Regions from separate parts of the Mus musculus genome. Here region 2 is linked to region 1. The links are chromatin contacts, called in public ChIA-PET maps. All regions are on one chromosome and are shown on one strand. Each heading gives the region's core, a stretch centred on a gene start, on an enhancer-like site or on the middle of the called end of the contact. The rest is flanking DNA. Distances are from core to core; before and after follow the strand shown.

Region 1 (6,399 bases), core at 1,169-3,668:
TTTTGCCTTTCTCCCCAAATATTTCCCTGGAATTTCCTGCAGGGCCCAAGTAACATAAGGAAATTCAAGGCGACAGAAATGAGACTAGGCAGACATACATCTACATTTACAATAGCAAGCAACTTTGCCCATAGCCTGTATTTCTATGGATAATTTTTCTAAGGGCAAATTTCCTAGTTCACTGATCCATAATGCTACCACATTATTGATGAAATTAAGGTAATATTGAACGTGACAGCACTTGAGAAGCAATCTTAAGCTGCCTTTTTATTGCATGCAATTAGCAATAGAATTGAGAACCACTTTCTAATAGAAAATCACCAGCCATAGATAGAGGTTGCAAATGAAATTCACTGTAGCAATTTCAGCCAATAAGTTTCAACTTCTTTCTCTCCATTTGCTGAAGTTATCTGCACACACACCCCCTCCCCGCTCCAAGGTTTAGTCCCACCAATTAATGAGAAAACAGTTAAATTGGGCTAGCAACAGAGTTTCAACTGAGATTTATGGCTTTCTCATCTTCCAGAGAGACTCCAAAACCACCCCTGACACCTCACTCTGAAATCTCTGTATTAACAGATGGGTGTGTCAGGAACACGGAACCCTGGATTCAAGTGACCAACAAGCTCTAGACTTTGAAAGAGCCCTTAATTCATATGAAGGCTTTCTGCTCTAGGCTGGGGGACCTCCCAACAGCCTCTACCTCAACATCGCCAACACACTCTTGTTAAAACAAATTTATCCTAGATACGTTATCCAACATGCCCTTGTGAAAACACTCTTAGATTTATCCTAAATACTTTAATATTTAACTCCAATTTTTGCTTTCAGATTACAAAATTCCTAGGCCTCCAGCCCCCGAACCCCGAACCCCGAACCCCTTTCTCTCCAGTAGCCTCAGCCCAAATCATCACAATAATAAAAGATGATAAATTGCCTTCAGTTTGGAACATTGCCTAAACACCCGACAGGCCCTGTTTAATGAGCAACAGGGATTGGCCGTATCAGAGTTTGCTCCAGCTGACCTCTTTGGTCTCCAACCCTGAGCAGAGGGACAGGGACGGGGGGGGGGGGGGGGGGGGAAACTGGGTCTTTGGGATATGACAGTCAGATCTGACCAAAGAGCAGAGCTGAGTGTCGCCAGCCCTGCTCTCTGTTTGCAAAGTTCATTCTGGAAAACAGCAGGCCCAGAGCAGCTGTCCACAGCAGGACAGCGCGAAAGAGGCCCGAGAAAGCATTGGGACCAGGAAACTGACTGGCTAGAGAACCCAGGAACTCGAGGGGAGTGGCTGGGAGCATTTCTTTGCTGTTGCTCAGAAATCTAAGGCCTGCTACAGCTGGTGGGCGTCCAGATGGGGATCGAAGCCTAGTGCCAGGCTGTGACGGCAGAGTGAAGTTCCCACAGCCCAGGGTGGGAGTGGACATGGGTAGCCAGGACCTGGAGGGTCATGCTAGGGAGTCCGGTGCTGGGGTTCCTCGGAAGGGTTCTCACCTGTTCCAGCGGGCCACCTTCCTCCGGTAATACCGCAGCGCCTCCTGGCTGGCCAGGAGCCAGTCTTCGGGTCCCAGGAGAGGCGGATCCTCCAGGACTTGGTAGAGCGAGTGGGCGAAGAGGGCCTGCAGCTTAGAGCGCGGGGCAGGGTGGCCGCGGCTGGGATGCTCAACCCGGGGCAAAGCTCCTGAAAAGTTGTGCGAGGCTGTGCCAAGGTCTCGGGAGGCTGCGGCTGAGTGTAGAGACGCGGAGGGGGCGCGGCCAGAGCACGGGCAGGCGGCGGGGCGCTCGCCCGGCCGGAGCTGGCGCTGCACTTGCGGCCAGAGGTGGAAGTAGAGGTCGGCGGAGAAGAGCGCGCCCAGGAGCAGCAGGGCCAGCAGGCGGTCCCTGCGCAGCCCGGGCATGGCCCAAGCGGACACCCGGGAAACACTTGGGGTGCAGACGGAAGAAGCTCCTGGAGTCCGGAGGAGGCTGGAATGCTCACACAGGGGATTAGCTCTTCCTGGAAGGGTGTCTTCCCTGAACTTGGGGACCGCGTGCAGGAAGCTCACAGTGTTGACAGCGTCGTCTTTTCTTGCCCAGTAGAGAGGCAGGGTTGGGGTTCCCTGGCTACCCGGTTGTTATTTGAGTCTCTTTGCCCTGTGACCCCCTCTGCCAGGGACCGCTCAGGTGGGGAGGTCCCGTGGAGGAGTGCTGGCTCTGGTGGCCGTGTAGAGGGCGATCACTGGAGGGAGCGCAAAGGAGCTCTCGCCCCCTAGGAGGAGGCTGGAGAGACTGCGTAGCCCGGGGCGTCTCTTCCAAGGATGCTGTCTCTCCGCAGCTGCTGAGACAGATCCAGCGGCTCCTCCTGCAGGCGGCAGGGACTCCTGTGCCCCGGGCTGGCAGGAGCGGAGGGAACGCAGAGTTGACAAAGCAGGGGCGACTCAGGGCGAGCTTGTCTTTGCGCCTAGACTCCTAGAGGCAGAGGTAACGCGGAGCCTCCCCGCTGCCTGGATTGGCCTGGCGCCCGCACCTCCGCCCACTCTTAGCTGGCACCTGCCTCTGGCATAGCTTGCCAGCCAAACTCCCAATCCCTTTGCTGCCGGCTCTGCCCTTCCACCTTGTCATCAATCCTCTCCTCCGGCTCCTCCTCTTTGTCCCCACTTTCCTTGCTCAGGGCTCTTCATACACATCCTGGTGAGCCCAAGAGAGGTGGACTTGAGCCTTTCATTTCCATTTTTAGGGTTTTTTTTTTTGGGGGGGGACAATGCAAACCCTTAAAAGCCTTTCTTCTGTAAGCTTTGCCAGATGTGTGTCTGGGGGTTTGGATTTCATTTCTCAGCATACTCGCTGCAGGGCATAAACTGGATTCATAGCAACCAGCACATAGTAGGCACTTGCTCTGAAGATACTCACGTGGTGCACAAAAATAGCTTGCCCTTTAAAAAATAAGAGCCCCTCCCACTCCCCTTAACCTAGAACCTGGGTGATTTCCTGTTTGGATGGAGTTTGACTCCAAATCTTCCAGTACTTTGAAAAGAGGAAATGGCAGGGAGGGAGGGGCCCCAAATGACCCCACTCCGAACTCTTGAATGTAGCTTGGTGTGAAAGTAGTCCACCCAAATGAATCACTGGAGGACCCGCTTACTTAGGCTTTCTCCTGATATCCTGTGAGGTCATTTACACTTCTCCACCCCGTGTTCCTTCCTTCTGAGGATCAGGGGAGGGCAGCCCTGAAACCTTGGCTTTCTCTGTTTTATAATTTGGGAGCATAGTAAATGCGAGTCTGCCTGGAGAGGTGGCCCCACCCTGGAGAATGTTCAGGAAAAGACTGTTTCCCCCCAGCTGTTGCCTGCCTGGGCAACAAAGCGCCTATGTATGCTAATTTCATTGGTTAAGGATCTCCAGGTTCTTGCTGGAGTCTCCATTCTGAGACACTGTAGCTTGTGGGTTAACACTGGAGTTTTCCCGGCAGTTGGTCAACTATTTCTTGTGGCAGCTGCTGTCCTCTCATCTTTAGATAGAAGTGCGTGTGTGTGACCGTGTGTGTGTGTGTGTGTGTGTGTGTGTGTGTGTGCCCGTGTGTGTGTGTGCCCGTGTGTGTGCCCGTGTGTGCCCGTGTGTGTGCCCGTGTGTGTGCCCGTGTGTGTGCCCGTGTGTGTGTGTGTGTGTGTGTGCTTGGGGAGATCAGATGTCAACCTTGAGTGTTAGTCTTCAGGAGCCACTGATCCACACTGATGCTTTTAAGGCAGGTTTTTTCTCTGGGACCAGATTGACCGGCCAGTGAACCCTAGAGACCGTCCAGTCTCTGCCTCCCTATTGCTGGGATTACAATCGTCTGCCAGCACACTAGCTTGATTTTCATGTGGGTCTTGGAGAGTAGTCTTGTGTTTGCACAGCAAGAAGATTACTAATTGAGTTATTGCCTAAGCATCCTGCAATGAGAATTTACTCCATGAGCTCATCGTGAGGCTTAAAATGAGTTCAAGTATACATAGTGCTCAGAATATCCCTAACTCATGCCAGACAACTATGAGACAGGGTTTGGCTGTAGCGAGTACTTCTGGTTTCTTGTAAAGCACTAGATCAGATTGGAGACTCGTTATGGTTTGAAACAAACAAACAAACAACGGCAAACCACAGAAAAACACTGGAAATACAAAACACCAGAGAAAAGGACTAGATTCCTTAAGACTGAGTCCAACTAGGAAACCTCAAGACCCAGCATCCGCAGCCAATTCCCAGGAGCCGGACGAGGTCAGAGCCTTTAAGAGACCTGTGGGGCTTGGACTTATTTTTTTTTTTTTTAAATCTAGCATTAAATTCTAACAGGCGGTCAGTTTCTGAGAGACTTTGCAACTTTTGCTTTGTCTAATTAGGCATCACGGCCCATAGACTAAAAAGCCAGGTAATGATCAATGGTGCCTTATCGACGATAAGAAGCTCTTGCATGTTTCTAGACTGATAAAGATGCCGTAAGCCCCGTGACTTTGATTATCCCCAGCCAATGGGCTCATGCCTCCTCGGCAGACATTTTCATCTGGCTCCAGTAGAGTAAATGCTCTTTCTAACTTGCTTGAAGGTTATCTGAACGTACATACCTTAGAAAGGTCAAGGGCATGGAAGTCAGAGATGAAGTGAATGTGAAGTCAGGGCAAGAGAGTACCATTGGTCACCCAGCTGCTGTTTTCAAGGTGTTCTCCAAAATCTCTTTCTTTTTCAGATATGAGCTCTGCTTCTCTGCTTCTCTATGTCTGGGCTCCCAGGTTCCCTTAACTAGCCTCAGCTACATATTTTCAATGAATGCTGAAGCTATTCCAAATGGTTTTCCATGACCTGTTGTTGGCTTCAGTTTCCCACTGGAAATCCATCTTCCCCTTTGTAGCTCCTCTCCTTGTGGATGCACCCCAAACTTCACGCATCTATAGACTTGCAGACAAGCTCCGGACCTGCCTCTTGGCTTTCAGTATGGCTCCATTTCATCACTCACCCACGCTCACCAGAATGGGATTCCAACACAGATACAACCAGGACATCCCGCACCTGAGCTTTGGATGCAGGGAGATTAGGCCATTTGCTGTGCCATAGCTCTTCATAGGCTGGCTTCTAACTTCCATTCCAACCTCATTTCTAGATCTCTCCTGTACCCTGTCTTTACCCCATGATGGTTTCTGCAATTCTTTAAGTGCTTCAGGTTCCTAGAGACTCTCTTGAGCCAAATGCTCTTTCTTGCTCTTTACCTATACGAAGAGTATCCATCTATCCATTGACTACTGAAGTGTTGGCCATGTGTCCCTTCTCCCTCCCCATGCACGTCCTCGAACCCACTTAATTCAGTGCTATCAGTTTTTGTGTGTCACCCCACCCCCCAGCTCCTCATATAACTCCACACTTCAGCACTGCCCATGTTGTATGTAATTCATTGTTTGCATGCGTTCAGCATTGAAATGTGCCCCCTTCTCAAACTTGTATGCCGAAACCGTAGCTTCTTCCAACATCTCAGGGTGTGAGCCCATTTGGCAGCGAGGTCATTGCAGGCATAATGGAGACAACCTGGAGGAGAGTGGGTCCTTGAGGGGGAGTTTGGATTCAGAGTCGTGCACAACTTGACAGCACTAGGTAAAGATGAAGACGGAAATCAACTACAAGACAAAACATGATGAACAATGCCCTCAAACCTCAAACACTAAGCAAAAGGCACAGAGCAGAAACTTCAGACGAGACCAACCCTGCTTGCCTCTGGAGCTTAGAGGTTCTGCCCCTAGAACTGTGAGCTAATACATTTCTGTTGTTTGAGCTACCTGCTTTGTTAATACCTTGTTATAGCCGCTCTTGCAGGCTAATACGGTGTGCATGTTCCCCCTCACTGAGCACTCCCTCTGAGCACAGAGAAAGTAGACTTCTTATTAACAGACCCGGGTCTCTAACAGCCTTCCATTTGAGGGAATGCTTGCTGAGCGAGGTACAGGCATATTGGAAATCTCTGCCATTACAAGGCCCAGAACACCATGGGGGCTTAGCCATTGGTAGTGATGAAATGACATAATTTGGAAACCTGTAGGAGACACAGAAGAAATATCTGACACAGTTACTTCCTGCCTTCAAGCATCTTTTATGATCATTAGAGAGACGGATCTATCTGTACCTGCAAGCCAATTAAGAAAACGAAGGAGGCCAGCCATGAAGCAGATTAGGGAATCTGTGCCCTTGGATATCTCGCTGGTGGAAAATGCAAACGGCACCTGTGCTCCTTCAGTCTGGGGGAAATAGCAAGCTCGCTTTTGCCAAGAGTGAACTCATGAAGGCAACAGAGCTCTTCATCTGGGAAGCTTGTACTCTGTTTTTACCCCACATGCGATTCACACGGTGCTTAAAATGTAATGTGTGTTTTCCTGACCCCTTTCTGGCCTTCACAGAGTATCATCTAT
Region 2 (6,399 bases), core at 2,229-4,728, 37 kb after region 1:
GATTTGAGGAAGACACATGATATTGACTTCTGGCCTTTACACTTATTCATACAAGTGTGCAATGCAAACACACACACACACACAAACACACATGTGTTTATGGATGCCATAACAACACTGAAAGTAGGAACCAGAAGGTCAGTATGTGAAATCTATCACTTTTATGTATGAGTCAGTGTGAGACAACTATCACCCAACTTGTGTGGACTCAAGCCGTTGTTCAACCTCCTTCTACTCCGTGTGAGTTTAGGCAAATGCTTTCCCATTGAGCTATACCACCAGCCTTTGACTCCATTCCCATTTAAATAGTACTGTCATTCTCTTAGGAGAAATTCCTCATAGTTGTCCTCTTTGCAGGTTGGCTCAGCCTATTGCAAAGAAGTCCAGAGGGCTCCCATGCTGGAAGGGGCGGGGATAAGGCAACACATCTGAGAACATGGTTGGATCAGAGTTTTGAAAATGGCTTTTCTTCATCTGTTCACCCGTGGTGCGTTAATAGTGAGAAGAAGGAAAACTAGGGTTAATTAATTTAGTTAGTGAGATGGGACAGCTCATTTCAGTGTGTGTTACTGTGTCATGGTCAAAGACATAAGTGTTGGAGCCAGAAGGTAGGTTTGCTTATTGACCCTAGCACTTCCTGTGTAGTTGACTACAAGCTATTCAACCTTGCCAAGTTTTCATATGGCAATCACAGGAGCAGCTGGCAGACTGTTGCCATGTCGGAATGAGATCTGAGTGCAATGAGCATGCCTCCCTTGGCCAACCCAGCATAGATATAAATATTATCTTCTAATAATAAAGTTGATATTTTGAAAGCTTCATCACTTGAAGTGTGTCCAACGATGCTGTCTCATTCTCATTTGTGATAAAGGAAAAGACCCAAGAAAACCAAACGCTTCCATTTAACTGAACTTCCGGTCTGCAGACAGCCCGAACTCTGGGTAAGAATTCTCCAGATTCTTTGCCACAAGAAGTATGGCTTCAATGTACCTTTGAGTGTGCCAATTTAGCAAACTCAACAGCCTAATTTTAATATGTCAGACTCAAAGACTAGCCTTCTGCAAGGTGTCTTCACATCTTGTAGGAACTGTGGGTTAGGTTGTACCTGTCCATATCACTCCCAGAATCATGTCACTCACGAGACACAAGTTGTAGAGCTGGCAAAGGAGAGGACATCTTACCCTGAGCATGGAGCTTATTTGCATTAATTGAGGCTGAATATTCACAGGTTACAAAGCTCTCGACAGGTTTTCACAAGCCCTCCAACAGGATGACAGTATTTACAGTGGCCTTAGCGAACACTTACTGTGGGAGAATTCATAAATATGTAGAGCCCTCACTGTGCAGTCACCAGCATGGTTTCTGGGCCTCTGCTCTTATTTTATGGTCTCCCTTTAATCCAGCAATTTAAGGTTGGGAATGACAAACCTTTACCAACTCCCGAATTCTAACTGAAGTCAGGGGTTACGTTTCCTGCCTAACCCTCTTAGGTCTTTGGATGTCCTCCAGGAGCCTTCTTCCCATCTACAGACTCTTCTTCACACTTGATATGTTCCTTTACCTTTTCCTCCACCAACACAACAAAATAAACTCCACAGAAGCTAAACAGTGTCACCTTATGTGACAGAATTCATACATTATGGGGTATAACTTTCTGATTTCCCTGGTCTCTTCCCTCAGAACTTTAGAGTTTAGAATTTCAGTCCTGCCTCTATTTACCTTACCAGAAGATTAACATCCCCTTTCGTGTATACTATATAAGGATAGCATATAAAAGATAAGAAATAGACAATTTTGTTTCTTGGTATAACATGCAAATAAATAGAAATTAGTATTGGTCACATAACTAATAGTAGCAAACTGTATTTTGAACTGAAACATAGGCCAAGAAAAACATGAGGATAAATGGAGTTAAGGTGTTTTTAGGTCTTCACTGTTCCTAGAAAGAGGATCAATGCCTCACTTGGATTGTGCTTTGATAATTCACAAGTATATATACAACACTTAAAGATTGATGTGTGTAGCTTCATATTAATAGAGAAAAGACAGGACAATAAAAACCCATCCCTACCTGCAAAGTCAAGGAGACAAAGAGGGGTCAATGAATATGTTTTTAAAAAAAGTACACATTGAGTGGTTAGAACATTTATGACTATTATGGGCTGCCTTGTGTCCCCTGGTTCACTTGTTCAGGCTGAAACTCTCAATATCTGAGAGCCTGGCTCCAATGGGAGTTAGGCCAGTTGGCAGTAAGTATGGCTGCATGTAGTCATTAGGGTGAGCTTTTAACCTAAAAATTATCTTTTAAGGAGAAGGTACAAGAGCATACACTCAGAAGAGAGACCCTATGATGACAAAGGAAGATGGTAGCCATAACTAAGCTGGGACACGTTGCCTGAGAAGAGACAACCTCTTGCTCTCAGATAGGTGGTCTCTATCACTGCCAGAGAACAAATACCAATGGTTTGGGCTAGATATCTGGTGGGAAGAAGCTCTGATAACTATGATAACTGTTTAGAGTTGTTAGTATTTACGTCAGATGTGGATTGTCTGTCCCATTTGAAAGACACAAACTGGAAGTGGTTAGATACCTGGAGACATTTTTTATGCTATGACTGTACCAGTGGGCACCGCTCAGCAAGCAGTGAAGTGTTGTAGCATCCAGACTCTATAGTTGGGTGTCATGCTTGGTGGCTTATCTCCTTCAACAGCCTTCGTGGTATCTCCTGGAACTGTGAGCGCTAACCATCATGGAAGAGACTTGAAGTTCAGTTCCTACTTGCTTCCTTTGGGCTCTATATCCAGAGTGTGTAGTGTCTTCAGCAATGGTCTTACTGTTTAGTCCCATTTGGGATCCAAGAGTGATGACAGTAGTTTATGTTGTTAAGGAAGCCTCTGAGGGATATGGTACATACCAAAATCTTGTAGGGAGGCATCCTGTACCTGGCGCTGGGATTTTTCTTAGAAAGACTTGACTTCTGGGAGCAGCCTTAAGCATCAATGGAAAATCATTACAATCAAGCTTACCCCTTTAAAATCATGGTTTAGCTAGTTTATAAAATAATAGACTTCTTTTTAAAAAATAATTTTATTTTTGAGAGTATAATTATATAATTTCTTCCTTTCCTTTTGTCTCTCCAAACTCTCTCATGTGCCCCATCCTTGATCTCTTTCAAATTTATAGCCTCTTTTTCTTTAGTTGTTGAGAAACACACACACCCTTCTCAGATCATATGACCTCTCTCTCTCTCTCTCTCTCTCTCTCTCTCTCTCTCTCTCTCTCTCTCTCACACACACACACACACACACAGAGATATATGCAATCTTACGACAAATGTCTTGTCTTCTGGCTGATTGAATCTTTCCATCCCTTCTTTTGCAATGATCCATGAGCCTTAAGTGTAGGAGTTGTTTTGTAGATGTATCAGTTGTGACTGGGTTTCACAATTCATTTTGATCGGATGTGGTTTTCTGCAGTGGTCTCTGTCTGTTGCAAAGAGAAGTTTCCTGGAAGAGGGGTGAGACCTGCATTTACCTGTGGGTATAAGGACAAACATTTAGAATGCAGCTAGGGATCATACTGGTTTAGTAGAGTGGCATTTGTGGGCTCTCTTCCAGGAACCATGGCCTCACTAGCCCTTGGCAGTTGGCAAGGTTTCCAGTACCAGGCAGGCTTTTCCACTTGTTGTTTGGGCCTTAAGTCCAATTAGAGAGCTGCTGGTTACTGCCAAGGTAAGTGTTCCAACCTTGTCTCAGGGTTTTACTGATGTGAACAGACAGGATGACCAAGGCAACTCTATCAAGGACAACATTGAATTGGGGCTGGATTACAGGTTCAGAGATTCAGTCCCTTATCATCAAGGCAGGATCCTGGCAGCATCCAGGCAGGGATGGTACAGGAGGAGCTGAGAGTTCTACATCTTGTTCCAAACGCAAATAGGAGAAGACAGGCTTCCAGGCAGCTAGGACGAGGGTATTAAAGACCATTCCCACAGTGACACACCTACTTCAACAAGGTCACACCTCCTAATAGTGCCAGTTTTCCTTTGCCAAGAATATACAAACCATCACATTCCATTCGCTGGAACCCATAGGGTTGTTCAAACACAGGAGTCTATGGGGGCCATATTGAGTCATAGCATAATGGAAAAAGTACATTTAATCCAACTTCCAAAGTCCCCATAGTCTATAGCAGTCTGAACAATGTTAAAAGTCCAAAGTTCAAAGTGTCTTCTGAGGTTCATCCAATCACTTAACTGTAATCAGCAAAGCGAGTCAGGAAACCAGCTGGGCAAACAGCAATCCCTCTCATGTCTGTCTTACCTTGCATTCATGAATGAAGATCACTTATGGGCTTCTTCTCATCTAGCTCCAGACTCAGTATGTTTCAGATGTGAAACATACACATCTTAAAAATAAGTAGATGATGGACCTTCAGCTGTGCTAGGGTTCAAATATGGTTCAATCACCTGGAATCTTGTAAGCCTCTCTTCTCAACTATTGAACGCATCCTAAATTTTGTTCAACATTACAGTGAGGTTTTGAGACAATTTATCTTTCCATAAATTTACACCAGAATAGTATACCACCAGAATATCAATCCCATAATGTACTTCTCAGTGAGGAAAGTGATGGCTTGGAAAAGGACTGCGGTCCAGTAGGGGTTGGGCAATCAGCTAGCTCCCTGTAAGTGGTTACTTCCGAATAGCTGATTCTTAAGATGGAAGCTCAGTGAATAATGGTTGACTAAAGATAACGAAGAAGCTGAAATGTCTAAACTGTACCCCGATGACTCGATTGGCATCGGCTTAGACACCTAACTGAGCTGCTGGCTTATGGAGAGATTTGCCTATCTCTTTGCCCCGCCCCCGCCTTTTGTTCAGCTGTCAGATTTTTTTTTTTTTCTGCTTGTAAACAGCTGATGGAGAGTGGAAGCTGAGGATAGCCTACAGCTGTCTCAGAAAGTGCTGAGGAGCGGGATGTTGTGAGTTCATCTACCCTTTGTTTATGTGTGTGCTTGCAAAGAGATCAGAGAAAGAGAGGGTAGGAGAAAGGAAGAAAGGAGGGTGGAAAGGGGAGTGGGAAGTGGAGAGAGAAAAGTGCCATAAATAATAAAATAGTTCAGTTTCAATCTTCCTGGATTCATTTTGTCTATTGAGTTAGGACAAGAGTAGGTGAAGCTTAGCGCGCGCGCGCGCGCGCGCACACACACACACACACACACACACACACACACACACACACAACCTTTGATAAGTGTAAAAAGGATACTTATCATGTCACCATAGGGTTAACATTTATAGCTCCAGTCAATAGTGAGCCTGAGGTTTTTTTTTTTTCCCAAGTCCCTGGAGGAGGCGTTTTGATTGCATTTCTGGGATCTTGCCCTGGCTTCCTTTAGCTTCCCAGGGCTGTGATCTCTGTAGAAAGAACTCAAAGGAGATGCACAGGAGGTAGATTAGAAGACAAGCAGGGCTTATTACAGAATCATATGCAGCCCTGTCAAGGGTAGAAGAGGGCAATGATTGCCTGTCAATGTGGAAACAGCGCTCCCCTCAAAGAGAGTAAGAGTGTTTATTCTGGAGCTGAACACGAGTGACCATAGCCCATGGGCACAAATGCAGGTTACCCGAACACTGTGTTCCACATGGCAACAGTTTCAGGAAGCATTTAAAGTAACAAACAAAAGGAGATCACAAATCAAGGCCCTCTTAGACACAGGTGGTCAGTATACACTGTAGTCAGAGGGGACAGCAGGAAGACAAGCACCACAGAAGAACTGAGGAAGTACCCCCGGTCAAAGGTGTAAGCAAAGATGAGATACAGGTGCTAGGGAAGGGAGAGTAGGAAGGAGCGGGCTAACCTAAACTAAGGATGTGTGAAGAAGCCTTACAGAAACTCACTAGTTTGCAAAGTAATTAGAAAACCCAATATAGGGCTGGCCGAGAAGTGGTCAGAACACTTGTCACTCTTGCAGAGGTTTTGGATGGCTTTCTTGTACCCACATCAAGCAGCTTTCAACTTCCTAAAACTCCAGTTCTAGAGGATCCGATGCTGCATGCTGGCCTGCCTCCAGGACATCTCAGGATACACACATAGACAAGCAGGCAAACACATACACGCAGAACAAAAATAAACAAGTCTTTTAAAAAAATGTAGTGTATGTTTTTAAAAGGAGTTTGAACAGATGTCCTCCAAGGGTGGACAATGATACTCCAAGAAGGTATGGGTTACTAAATGAAAATCTCTGGGTCAAGCACAAGATACCTCCTGAAGACTTATTGGTCATGGAGTCCCCACAGACATCGAAAATGGCACAGGCTTTTGATATTGCCCTTGACTTCTCACCACAATTAAATGTAAGGCTGTATTGCTGAAGACACCACTCACTCTGATGCA

What was found. ChIA-PET counts read pairs in DNA pulled down with a chosen protein or histone mark.
Region 2: an RNA polymerase II ChIA-PET map of effector CD8 T cells shows a contact between it and region 1, with 462 read pairs. The contact joins the enhancer-like site here to the promoter of Fam20a in region 1. A contact is called at or near these places in 2 of 39 promoter capture datasets (liver and macrophages), 2 of 15 datasets of contacts at CTCF or cohesin (CD8 T cells and the NIH/3T3 cell line), 7 of 484 Hi-C or Micro-C datasets (CD8 T cells, the HPC-7 cell line, astrocytes and 3 more), 6 of 115 datasets of contacts at active chromatin or transcription factors (CD8 T cells, astrocytes, effector CD8 T cells and 3 more) and 2 of 9 other capture datasets (adipose tissue and pancreatic islet).

The regions. Positions count from the first base shown.
Region 1 is chr11:109,719,820-109,726,218 of GRCm38.p6, forward strand. It overlaps Fam20a (family with sequence similarity 20, member A), which reads right to left and starts at 2,419. Exons shown (of 11, transcript NM_153782.2): 1 at 1,493-2,419. The coding sequence starts at 1,896.
Region 2 is chr11:109,755,338-109,761,736 of GRCm38.p6, forward strand. No RefSeq gene overlaps it. Among named protein-coding and RNA genes, the nearest start is that of Gm42093, 24 kb to the left of the region's middle. Within about 2 kb of position 3,479, at least 17 of the 459 cell types and tissues checked have an H3K27ac peak or open chromatin away from gene starts, as enhancers often do. A contact at or near this core is called in CD8 T cells and effector CD8 T cells, where this site is marked.